Regions from separate parts of the Arachis hypogaea genome. Here region 1 is linked to region 2. A link is a contact called in public Hi-C data. All regions are on one chromosome and are shown on one strand. Each heading gives the region's core, a stretch centred on a gene start, on an enhancer-like site or on the middle of the called end of the contact. The rest is flanking DNA. Distances are from core to core; before and after follow the strand shown. Region 1 holds the start of LOC140181254 (DExH-box ATP-dependent RNA helicase DExH17-like). Region 2 has its middle 3.1 kb from the start of LOC140181677.

Evidence for each region. Hi-C and Micro-C count contacts between places; a contact is called where the count stands out from the background.
Region 1: a contact with region 2 is called in a Hi-C map of leaf, with 2.5 times the contacts expected there. The contact joins the promoter of LOC140181254 here to the enhancer-like site in region 2. A contact is called at or near these places in 2 of 8 Hi-C or Micro-C datasets (both in leaf).

What each region holds. Positions count from the first base shown.
Region 1 is chr18:15,254,697-15,259,732 of arahy.Tifrunner.gnm2.J5K5, forward strand. It overlaps LOC140181254 (DExH-box ATP-dependent RNA helicase DExH17-like), which reads left to right and starts at 2,293. Exons shown (of 6, transcript XM_072224780.1): 1 at 2,293-2,364; 2 at 2,508-2,557; 3 at 2,669-2,786; 4 at 2,867-2,930; 5 at 3,049-3,132; 6 at 3,224-3,261. The coding sequence starts at 2,293. The coding sequence ends at 3,261. LOC112772316 reads left to right here. Exons shown (of 9, transcript XM_025817234.2): 2 at 19-155; 3 at 255-444; 4 at 936-973; 5 at 1,439-1,571; 6 at 1,776-1,938; 7 at 2,169-2,786; 8 at 2,867-3,132; 9 at 3,224-3,629. The coding sequence starts at 116. The coding sequence ends at 2,267.
Region 2 is chr18:15,198,215-15,204,030 of arahy.Tifrunner.gnm2.J5K5, forward strand. No RefSeq gene overlaps it. Among protein-coding and RNA genes, the nearest start is that of LOC140181677, 3.1 kb to the right of the region's middle. Within about 2 kb of position 1,662, at least 2 of the 3 cell types and tissues checked have open chromatin away from gene starts, as enhancers often do.

The DNA.
Region 1 (5,036 bases), core at 1,043-3,542, 57 kb after region 2:
GACGAGTTACTGAGTTAGGTTTTGAAAATTCGCTCATCCATGGCTCGGAGCTTGTCTCGTTCGCGTTCACCTTCCCACAGAAGAAGATACTCTCGTTCCCCTGGTTCTCACCGTCATGCTCACTCTCACTCTCGAAGGGATCGAACATCCTCAAGGTCCTCTATCAATCTTCTTCTTCTGCAATTCCATTTCCAATCTCTTGGTTTCTGTTTCAATTCTGCTTTTGAATCATGGGATTAGTTCCGAATTTTCAGGAGAAGAAGTCGATTCCCTAGCCACAGGCGCCGCAGAAGCAGAACGCGGTCACCGTCTTCGCCAAGGCGCCGCACAAGGCACAAAAGCAGAAGCACTTCCTCGCCCTCTCCTCCTCCTCCTATATCGCGCAATCCCTGTTTCAGTTGCGAACCATCACAAGCTCAGAAAAGACGAAGAAGAAAAGAGAAGGTAACTGATTTTTGTTATTTATCCCTTCATTTATTTATCTATTTTGTAGTTTGTGTTCGTGATTTTGTTCCTGAATTGGTTGATAATTTAGTGTGTAATGTTGGTGAGAAAATGTGAAACGAAGAGAATTCTAGGTAGATCTTTTGGAATGAATTTCCTTCTTCTCTGAGGGTAAGTGATGCCAATTTGAAAATGCAACAGGTTAATTTCATTCTTTGCTACTAGCTTTTCTGAAGGAAGCTACTGCCTTGTCCAACTTGTTTAATAGGATGAAACAATTGCTGCGCATTTATCTACTGTCCCACTTCAAACATTTTCGATTATGCCAAGCTTATTCCTTGTTGTGCATGTTAATTACCTTGACTTTTATTCCATTGCTTTACTTTCAGTTTTCTCCTTCTAATATATACCATATTTCCTCCTATTTTTGTATGAACGGCATGCAAATAATGTGTTTCTTTTTGATAAATAATTTTGATCAAATAATGCAGGGTTTCTTCTATAAAGACTGCTGAACCTACTGTTAATGGTATGAATTTGTTGTTTTTAATTATAATTTTTGATCAAATATGAAGTGTGTAGTTGAGTTGCTTAATTTCATTAGATAGAGAAACATTCTTGTGCCTCTTTATTCAATAGCTTTTGAGAGCTATGATGGTTCATGATATGGTGATATTCAGAACCTTTGTGATAAAGATTTTTAGAGTTTGATCCTTATTGTCCCAATCCTAAAATTGTATTTTAGCACAATATATGGGTAGACATCTGCATTGTCCATGCAATAAGCCCAAAATAAGTGGTTGTGAGGGGCATGCATATTAGATATACAAGTATTTACATGCCTCTACTGAACAACTTCAGTTTTTAGAAAAGTTGCTTCAATGATAATTTTTACTAGTTTGAATGAATTGATATAGGTATTTGATTACAGGCTTATGATAGTTGTAAGTTCTATTAGGCATTGAAAAAATTTGGTTTGGTTTTCGTTGTATAGGTGGAACTCATGCAATTCAAGAAATTCCAACAGGATTGGACTTGAAGAGTTATTCAGAAACCCCCATATCACCATCAAAGTTGTTTGAAGTAGTGCTGATGACCTGCAGACACTCAACAAAAATCTTCAATCGGTAATTGATGCTTCTTCGAAAAATTCATGCTGTGTTCTGTGTTTACTCTATGCTGAGATTGAACTGGAGCTGTTGCATTGCCTTTAACTTGACCAGAAAAAGATATGAACTCTGAATGAAATGAATTATATTCACTGTTCAATGATTCAACTCAATCAGTTCCCGCGTTCATTTTTGTTGACTTGTTAACTTTCATTGATGCAGATTAAGAAATCGCCTTGCTTGGATGCAAAATTATCAGACATATGCCACTGGCACATCAGCTGCACCAACCTATCTCCCTGCTCTCCAGTTCACCAATAAAGAGCCAAAAGGAAATGTGCATGAATTCAACCTCATTGATGGTGGTGTTTGTGCCAATAATTCGGTATATATTATTATTATTATTAGAGTTTATTTAATTTTAATATACTGATTTTGTAAAAAATTTTATATGGTCATCTATTTAGATTTTAATATTGTCCCCACAACCAAAAGAACGAGATAAAAATCTGAACTGGGAAGTTAACTCTTGTGTATAGTGGTTATTGTCTTGGCTCATAATCATTGATATTATTTTGACTTGTGCAAATTTGTTGTACTATTAAATTTATGCAGGTTATGCCCCAGCCAAGAATGACTTTCTATTTGAGAAGGTTTGTTTCCAGAAATGGTAAGGGTGGGGGAAGTCAATTCTTGAGGATTTTTCAGTGTTAGGTTGTCCCACTATTTTATTGCACAGATGTGTGGAAGGGCAGGGCGACCACCATTTGATGATACAGGCTTGGTTATAATCATGACAAGGAGAGAAACGGTGAACCGAGCTACATTTGCATGCATTTTTTACTGTCCTCCTTCTCTTAATCCTTTGAGTGATCACTTCTCTGTGTTATTGTCCTATATAATGCTTTTTTCACTTTTACTCTCCCAAAATTCAATTTACTCTTTTTATTTCAGGTTCATTTGTATGAGAATCTCTTAAATGGATGTGAAGTAGTGGAATCACAGTAAGGCTGCCTCTTTCTAAGTTGAAGAAGGATATGATGGCCATGTTGATCCTGTTATGTAAACACGCTACATTTACGGTGGTTTCTCATTATGATATTTTCTTCAAATAGATTGCTTCCATGTGTGACGGAACATTTACTTGCGAAAATAGTTCAACTGACAGTAACTGATATTACAAAAGCAATTGAGTGGTTGCAATGCTCATACTTGTATGTTAGAATGAAAAAGGTATGTAATTAAGAATGTCTTTCAGATTTACGATTGAGTTTCTCCAATTTGGTCTGATGAAAATTTTTATCTGCAAGCAGAACCCTGAGAACTATTCAATTAAGAAAGGAATTTCTGGTGATCGTTTAGTGAAGCATGTTCAAGGTGCAATTGTTGTCCTACAGTTGAGCTTATAACTTTCTATTTTTATCCCTCTCTTTCTCCAAGGTTTTTGTTTTCCTCCTATTTCCCTTCATTAATTATTGAAGCTATGTTATGTTAGATATTTGTGTTAAGAAAGTTAACGAGTTATCTCAGCATCAAATGGTAGAGATTGATGAAGATGGTTTCCTCTTGAGCCCATTAGGTATGTTATCTTCAAGTATAATTTATTATCATGCTATATTTACAGAAATTAGAATCCAAACTGGTTGCTGATATTTCCTTTTCTACTGCAGATCCTGGGAGGCTAATGACAGTATTATTTGAGATTTGATACTATGAAACAGATAATGAGGACACCTGAAAACTGCTGTCTAGAAGATGCACTTCATGTTATTTGCTCTGCAGAAGAAATTGCTTGTGCGGATATTCTCATTAACTGTTTTAGTGTCTAATGCAAATATGTTTCTTCATTAAGTATTGATATAGTGTTGTACCCGTAAAATGAAGGGATACAGCTAAGACGCAATGAGAAGAACTTTTGTCATTTGTTGCTGGATAATTTTAAGGCTGGGAGTATGTCCCATAGTTTTATCATGATTCTCCATAGAGCTTTGATTTCTTGTATGAATAGAGCTTTGTCTAGTCATTGTTTCATTCAAAAGCAAGCTTATTCTAATGAAAACCAACAAGTTTAGTCTCTCTCTCTCTCTCTCTCTCTCTCTCTCTCTCTCTCTCTCTCTCTCTCTCTCTCAGCGTAGCCATATAAACCTCTATTGGCACGCTTTAAAAGCGTAGCCATAATGTACAGTAGCATAAACAGCCACGCTTTAAAAGTGTAGCTGTATCTCACAGCTATTGGCACGCTTTAAAAGCGTAGTCATATCTCTTGCTATTGGCACGCTTTTAAAGCGTAGCCATATGGTATGTTATTGGCACGCTTTAAAAGCGTAGCCATATCTTGCTATTGGCACGCTTTAAAAGTGTAGCCATATTTGACACATTTGGCCACGCTTTTAAAGTATGGCGATCTTTAAAAATGTGGCAAAAAAAAAAGCGTGGCGATAGGTCACCAAAAGCGTAGCGATAGAGCAACCGACACCCTTGCAGTTGTGACCCTTTCAAAAGCGTGCCGGTAGCTCAAAAAGCGTGGCAAAAAATTATCGCTACGCTTTTTTGGACTTTTCGCCACGCTTTAAAAGCGTAGCAAAAAGCTTGTTTTCTTGTAGTGCAGCCAGCATTAGCATTAGCATTTCTCTAATTTGCATGTGCATAATTTCACCTTACCATCAGTTAAGGAGAAAGAGCTATAACCGTTAATATATAGGGTTAAGTACGATTTTGGTTCCTAATGTAGAGATCGAAAATTTATTTTGTTTTTTGTCTCTTTTTGGCTATAAAATGGTCCCAAAAGTTTAATTTAATTTTAAAATCGTCCTTTAGACGAAAATATCATTCCCTCTTCTTCCCCAAAATCAACCAGAAATAGAGGCGCAAAGGCACAAACAAAAACAAAAATAGAAACGGAAAGTAGAAGCAAAAAGCAGAAGCAGAATCAACAACAACGTAACAATAACAATGGATAATAGAATTAGAGCAACAACAAAAGCAGAATCAGAAGCAAAAGCAAAAACAAAAGCAGACAGAAGTAGAAAGCAAAAACAGAAGCAACACCAATGAAACAACAACAACCAGACCAGAATAACAACAACAACAATGGATCATGTATACAATTAACCATTTTCTAAAATCCAGTAACAGAAAATCAATATCCAGCTAAACTAATCCATAATCAAACCAAAAACAGAAATTGAAAGTAAAATGATAACCTGAATTATGAAAATAGAAAACAGAAAATGTTCTTCTTCTTCTTCTTCTTCAATGAAATCAGAAACAAAAACAGAAGAAATAGAAGTGAAACAGTATCGTCTTCTTCTTCAATGGAATCAAAAGCGTGAAACAAGTTTTCCATGGGCTCAAATTGTTCGCAGCGCCCAGCCCAAATCCACCGCCGAGACTCCGCAATCGCCGCCGCCGCCATCGTCTGCCTCTTCTTCCTCCCTTGCCGCCAGCGTCGCATCAGTCTCAGACCAGCTGCCTTCTTTAGAT
Region 2 (5,816 bases), core at 412-2,911:
CTTCCTCACCGCCACTCTCATCCCCAACTACCACCATCACTCAAAACGCCTCCCGTTCCTTCGACAAACGTTCTAGAAACAACGACGCTAACCCGGTGCCTCTAGTCTTCCCTCGTTCCATATCTCCCTACGTTTTTGTTGGAAATCCGATTATCCCACCGCGTGAAACTCCTCCAGTGATGCTCACGACTGACTCTTTTATAGCACGTCTCAGTTAAGTCCAACTTACACTGGGAATTCCAAGTTCGAAGGCGAACTGAGACCGTCCAAGAAGCGATTGAACAAGTTCTGAAAATTCTCGAATCTTTTCAAGACTAGATCGGTATCAATAGTTGACCCATTAGGAACCGAAAAAGCTTCACCGAATTGAATTTATAGAATAAAAATGGAAAATGAATAAATTAATACCAAGGCAGTATTTGTCCTTGTGTAGCCTATGCGGTTGCCTTGGTTATCCTCCTCAACGGTGCCTAGGGGCGCAAATTAGCGATAATCCTTCCATGTTCATGGTGTTTGTTGATGTTGCTCAAGACTAGAGTATTATTGGAATCAGAATAAATTGAAATTTTGCGAAAATTTTAGGTTGGTGGTTGCAGAGTGGGGAATTTGGGGATCTGAGTGCAATAGTAGAGTAGTGCGATAGGCTAAGAAACTAACGGCAATGTTGAAATCTAGAGTTTTGGATTTGGGAATGAAGAAGGAATTAGACCCACCAACGCTATGCTGTTCTTCACCCACTCAAGCTTCCTCTATTTCGCTCTACTGATCCAATTTTACATTTTTATTGATCTATTTACTTTAGTTTGCATTTTTGATTAAATTTCTAATTTCTATGATGCAACACAAATTCGTACTATAGTACACTTGTAGAACACTTGGAGTTCAAAATCACAAAGACTTGCCTCCGGAGATGGCAGCGGCGAAGCCGCACCTCTCCGTCGCAACATCGTTTTGTGCTAACCGGTCCAGAAAGTTTGCAGATTTTAGATGGCGGCAGTGATGGTAGTAGTTGGAAATGAGAGTGGTGGTGAAGAAGAGTTTGGGTAGTGGTGCGATTTGAGATCAGAAAAGCGGTGGTAAAGATAAGGATAATTTAGGATTTCTTTAGGTGATTTTTTAGTATTTGAATAATTTTATTGTGCAGAATTCATATTTTATAGATATAAATAATAATTTTTTTTTTCTATGAATAAATATATCAATATTTTTTATTTTTGTGAATAAAAATGATAATTTACTCTCTAAAAAAATCATAGGTTTAAATTCCATTGTCACGATATATTAAAGAAAAAATCGAAGCAACAACAATTATTTTAAAACCAATAGAGCATAAAGTGAAAGTAGTTAGTTGTTGATCATTTGGTTCAAGTGAACATGAATATTGAAACTTATTACAAGCTTCACATGTGCTTGCATCTAGAAAGCAAAGGATAGGGCACACGTGTATGAACCCATGTGCCATCTCATCCCAATGTTTATTTTATTTTTATTTTATTTTGACGTGCATATGTTTATGTCTATTAGTCTTGACAAGGTAGGATATATATAAATATAATAAATTAATAACAAGTGTTGAAAGAATCGTTCCTCTAACTATGACCATAATCCTTTGATTGGATTACATCTTTGAAAAGGAGAATACAAAGGTATTTGACCTAATTTTAGGAAATTTTCTTCAGAATCATGTTAGTTGGGTCCCCACTCTCCATCACTAAGTAGTGGCCTCAACACAATGCTCATGTCATTGGCATTAATTAGGATTAATCTAATATTTTTTTTTCTTTTCCTCATTTGAATTTACATCTAAACTTATAAAGGAAAATTATTGTCTCATATATGGATGACTTATACTGTCACCCACAATTTGGCTACCACATCTTAGGCTTGTAGCCTTGTCATCATCGACCATGATTCTACCAACATACATATAATGATCATATATTATATTTGATGATTTGAAAGATACCCAACAAATTATATATATGAGAAAGAAAAAGGTTTAGAACAATAATCTATTTATCTTTTTTTTCTTTTAATTTATTTATGTCACAAATTTTTTTTTAAAATTTAAGTTTATATATATAAAAAATAGATTTAATAATTTTATAACATGATATTAGATTTTCTATAACTAAAAATTTTTAGAATTTTATCATTGTTATCTTCTAAATAAAAAATAATATAAAATAAATTAAAAAAATAACATATACAACAAATTTAAATAACTTTAAAAGAAATTATTATATGAATAAATATAATTATTCATTATTTTTTATTAGTTTAGAATTTTAAGAAAAATAATATTATCACAGTTCATTTGTCAAAATCAAATTAAAGTTAGTGTATTGGCATCACTTTGATGCATAGATCAACTATTTAGTTTTATTTATAAACTAATAAGTGTTGACAGTACAAAAACTTAGTGTATAAAAATTATTTCTCTTAGAAATTATATATATATATATATATTGAATACTTCATTATGAGGGCATAAATTAAATTATAAGGTCAGAGAAAAATTAAAGTTTGGTGGTGATATATATGTTTGCATAGAAGATGACAAATATCTGGTTTTGGTCACACTTAAGCGCATGCTCCATCTTTAGTTGTCTAGCTCAAAAAATACAGAAACGGACAAAAATTAGTATCAAGAGGTGTGTATACTTCTTTTCAATCCCAGTCCAAAATTGAATACTTAAAAAAAATAATTTAATTCGAAATATTGAGAATTAATTTGCAACATACATTTGCCCAAAATCAGGTTTAAAAAAAGGGAGGGAGGGGGGCTGTGTTTTCCCACTTTCAAAATAAAAATGGATTGGTAAACAAAATATTTTTATTGAAACACTGAAAAGACTAACTACATGCAAAGTGTTTTGATTAGTTCGGCAGAAGAACACTGACTGTGATTAATATATTGAAGCGTAAAAAAGTATACTCACCGGAATTTTGCTTTGTTTTGGAGAGCCACAACTAAAAAATTATTAGATATATTAGTGTACAAAAAAAGCACCAAATTTTTCAATTAAGAAACATTTTATTTTGTAAGATTCCTCCAGAAGTGGTTATACAAAACAATGAGTGCTAAAACACTACTACACGGACTAATCAGATTAGATTTGACCAAAATTAAAATTCCATCTACACTAAAAAGAATTAAATTGGATTGAATATATACACGTTTTTTAATTTTAGATTTAGATCGAATTGGACCATACATGTAGATGTGAGACATTTTAAAATTAAAAAATAAAAAACAAAAACTTTGATTCAAATTTTTTTATTAATTTTTGGTCAAATTTATGATCTATCGGATCGAATAGGCAGATTTGATATTAATATCCAATCGGGCCTGCTACACATACAAGTATGCAAGCATCCAAGTTGGCCCAGCCCAAATCGAAGACACGCGCATAAAGAAGCATAACATGGCGCGTCAAAATCACGCGCTCAACACAAACGGTTACGTATGGCAGACTCTTCCACTTCCTCCACTTCTTCCACTTCTCAAAACGCTTCGAAAACAAGGAAACGCTCCCATTTTCGAGCAAAAATCAAAGTTCAAAATATACAAATCGTTGTTCAAAACCTCCATCAAAACAACATCAAACTCTCCGTGAAGAATCTGAAGAGAAAACAAAGCAACAACACTCAACGTAAGTTCATTAAGATTACTGTATATTCTACTTTTCTTCTACGTCGTTCTTCTAGGGTTTACTGGGCTATTATTCTTGCTTCTTTGTTACACTGTTCTAAGTTCTACATCGTTCTTCTAAGTTCTACGTCGTTCTACGTTCTTCTTCTAAGTTCTCCTGCTACTGTTGTTGATTTTTGGGGGTTTATTCCGTAGATTGGGGGGTGTATACTGCTTGAACTTGTAATGTGGCTTGATATTGAAGCATGTTTGACTGATATCTGACTGATATATATGAATGTATCTGAATAATATCTATCTCACTGTTATCAATGGGTGTATCTGATTCTTACATATGGGTGTATCTCACTGTTATCAATGGGTGTATCTGACTCATATATGCGTGTATCTTACTGATATCTCAATTAATTTGATATTGAAGCATGTTTGAGTGATACCTGACTGATATATATGGATTTATCTGAATCATATCTATGGGTGTATCTCACTGTTATCAATGAGTGTATCTGAATCATATTTGTGGGTGTATCTTACTGTTATTAATGGGTGTATCTGACTCTTATATATGGGTGTATCTTACTGATATCTTTGGGTGTATTTTTTGTTTCAGATAAAATGGCAGCAAGAAACCAAACAAAAGACCTTAAGTGTGCCACACATCTCCTGAGTGATAAGTTCAGAAACATGACTGAGGAGAAGAAGGCAATTGTCAGGGATCTCGGATTTGGTGGGTTGATGCACGTCCCACCTCTAAGGGTGGATCACCAACTCTTAAGGGAACTGGCAAACAACTTCAAACTTGGGGAGAACAGACTGAAGACAGGATATGGTTCTTTCCAAATAACACTAAAGACAATAGGTGATGCGCTTGGCATCAATGCAACAGGTAACTATAGGTGTATATTAAGTTCATGATTGGGTGTATTTAAGGTTGATGCTTGGGTGTTTTTGAACCGATTTTGATACTTTGTTGTTTTCTTTTTTGTAGGAAATCTGTTTCCTGAGAAAGTTGAGTATAAGCAACTTTCTGATGATGACAAAATAATTTATAGAAGATTCCAGGGTAAGACCCTCAAAAGTCTTACCGATGAAATGATGGAAATAGGCGTTGGCAGCGAAGAGGAACACCTGATGTTCAAGAGGATATTCATCCTCTACATACAGATGGCGTTCCTTTTGCCAACGACGATAAACAAAATATCGCCCGTGCACCTCGCCCCAATTTTTAAGATGGACGGCATATCGGAGAGAAACTGGGGGGGGGGCATGTTTTGACCTTCTTGATCAAGGGCATCACAGACTACCAGGAGAAGAAGAAGAAGGCAATTGATGGCTGCCTCTTTGCCCTCATGATAATATACTTTCATCTTTCTGAAAACAAAGGCAAGAAGAGGGCTGAAAGACCACCAAAGCCTTGGATTGCCAACTGGACTAAGGAGCAGTTGGTGGAAAGAATGACTGCAGAAAGAGAAGAAATTTTGGTAAGTAAACATAATATGTTGCTTGTATTTTATTTACCTGAATGCTGCTAGCTAAAATATCTCATGTTTCAGGGGATTGTGAAGATGGCGGAGACAAGAGCAAGAGAAAAAATGAAAAAAAAAGAAAAAATAGAAAAAAAAAACAAGAAATAAAAAAAACAAAAAAAGGAAGGCGAGTCCAACATCGTCTTCGGAGACAGAAACAGCTACTGACAGTGACACTTCTACCTCTGAGTCTGAGACTCAACAAGACTCAGAGGATTCAGCAAGAAAACACCCCATCAAAAAGGGGAAAAAGTAAGTACCATACTTGGGTGTAATTTCTTTTTCGAGTTGGGTGTATTTTGTTGATCACGTTGGGTGTATTTTTAGTATGTTCTAAATAATCATTGTTTGCCTTCCAGAATGGACTCCAGAAAAAGAAAGCAGAGGCAAGAGGAGTCAGATTCTGATTCAGAATCTGAATCTGAACAAAGTGATGAGTAATGTCCTGAAATTATTACTCCTTTCTTTTGGCTTCATTATAAAGATTTCGTGTATTAACTGAAGTGTCTATTATTAACTTATAGGAGCGAAGAATCATCACCTGCAGAGAAGGAGAAGGAGAAGAAAAAAACAAAAACAACACCAAAAAAGTAAGCACTTCTTTGCATAATATTCTGTGATAAAATTAATTTTTT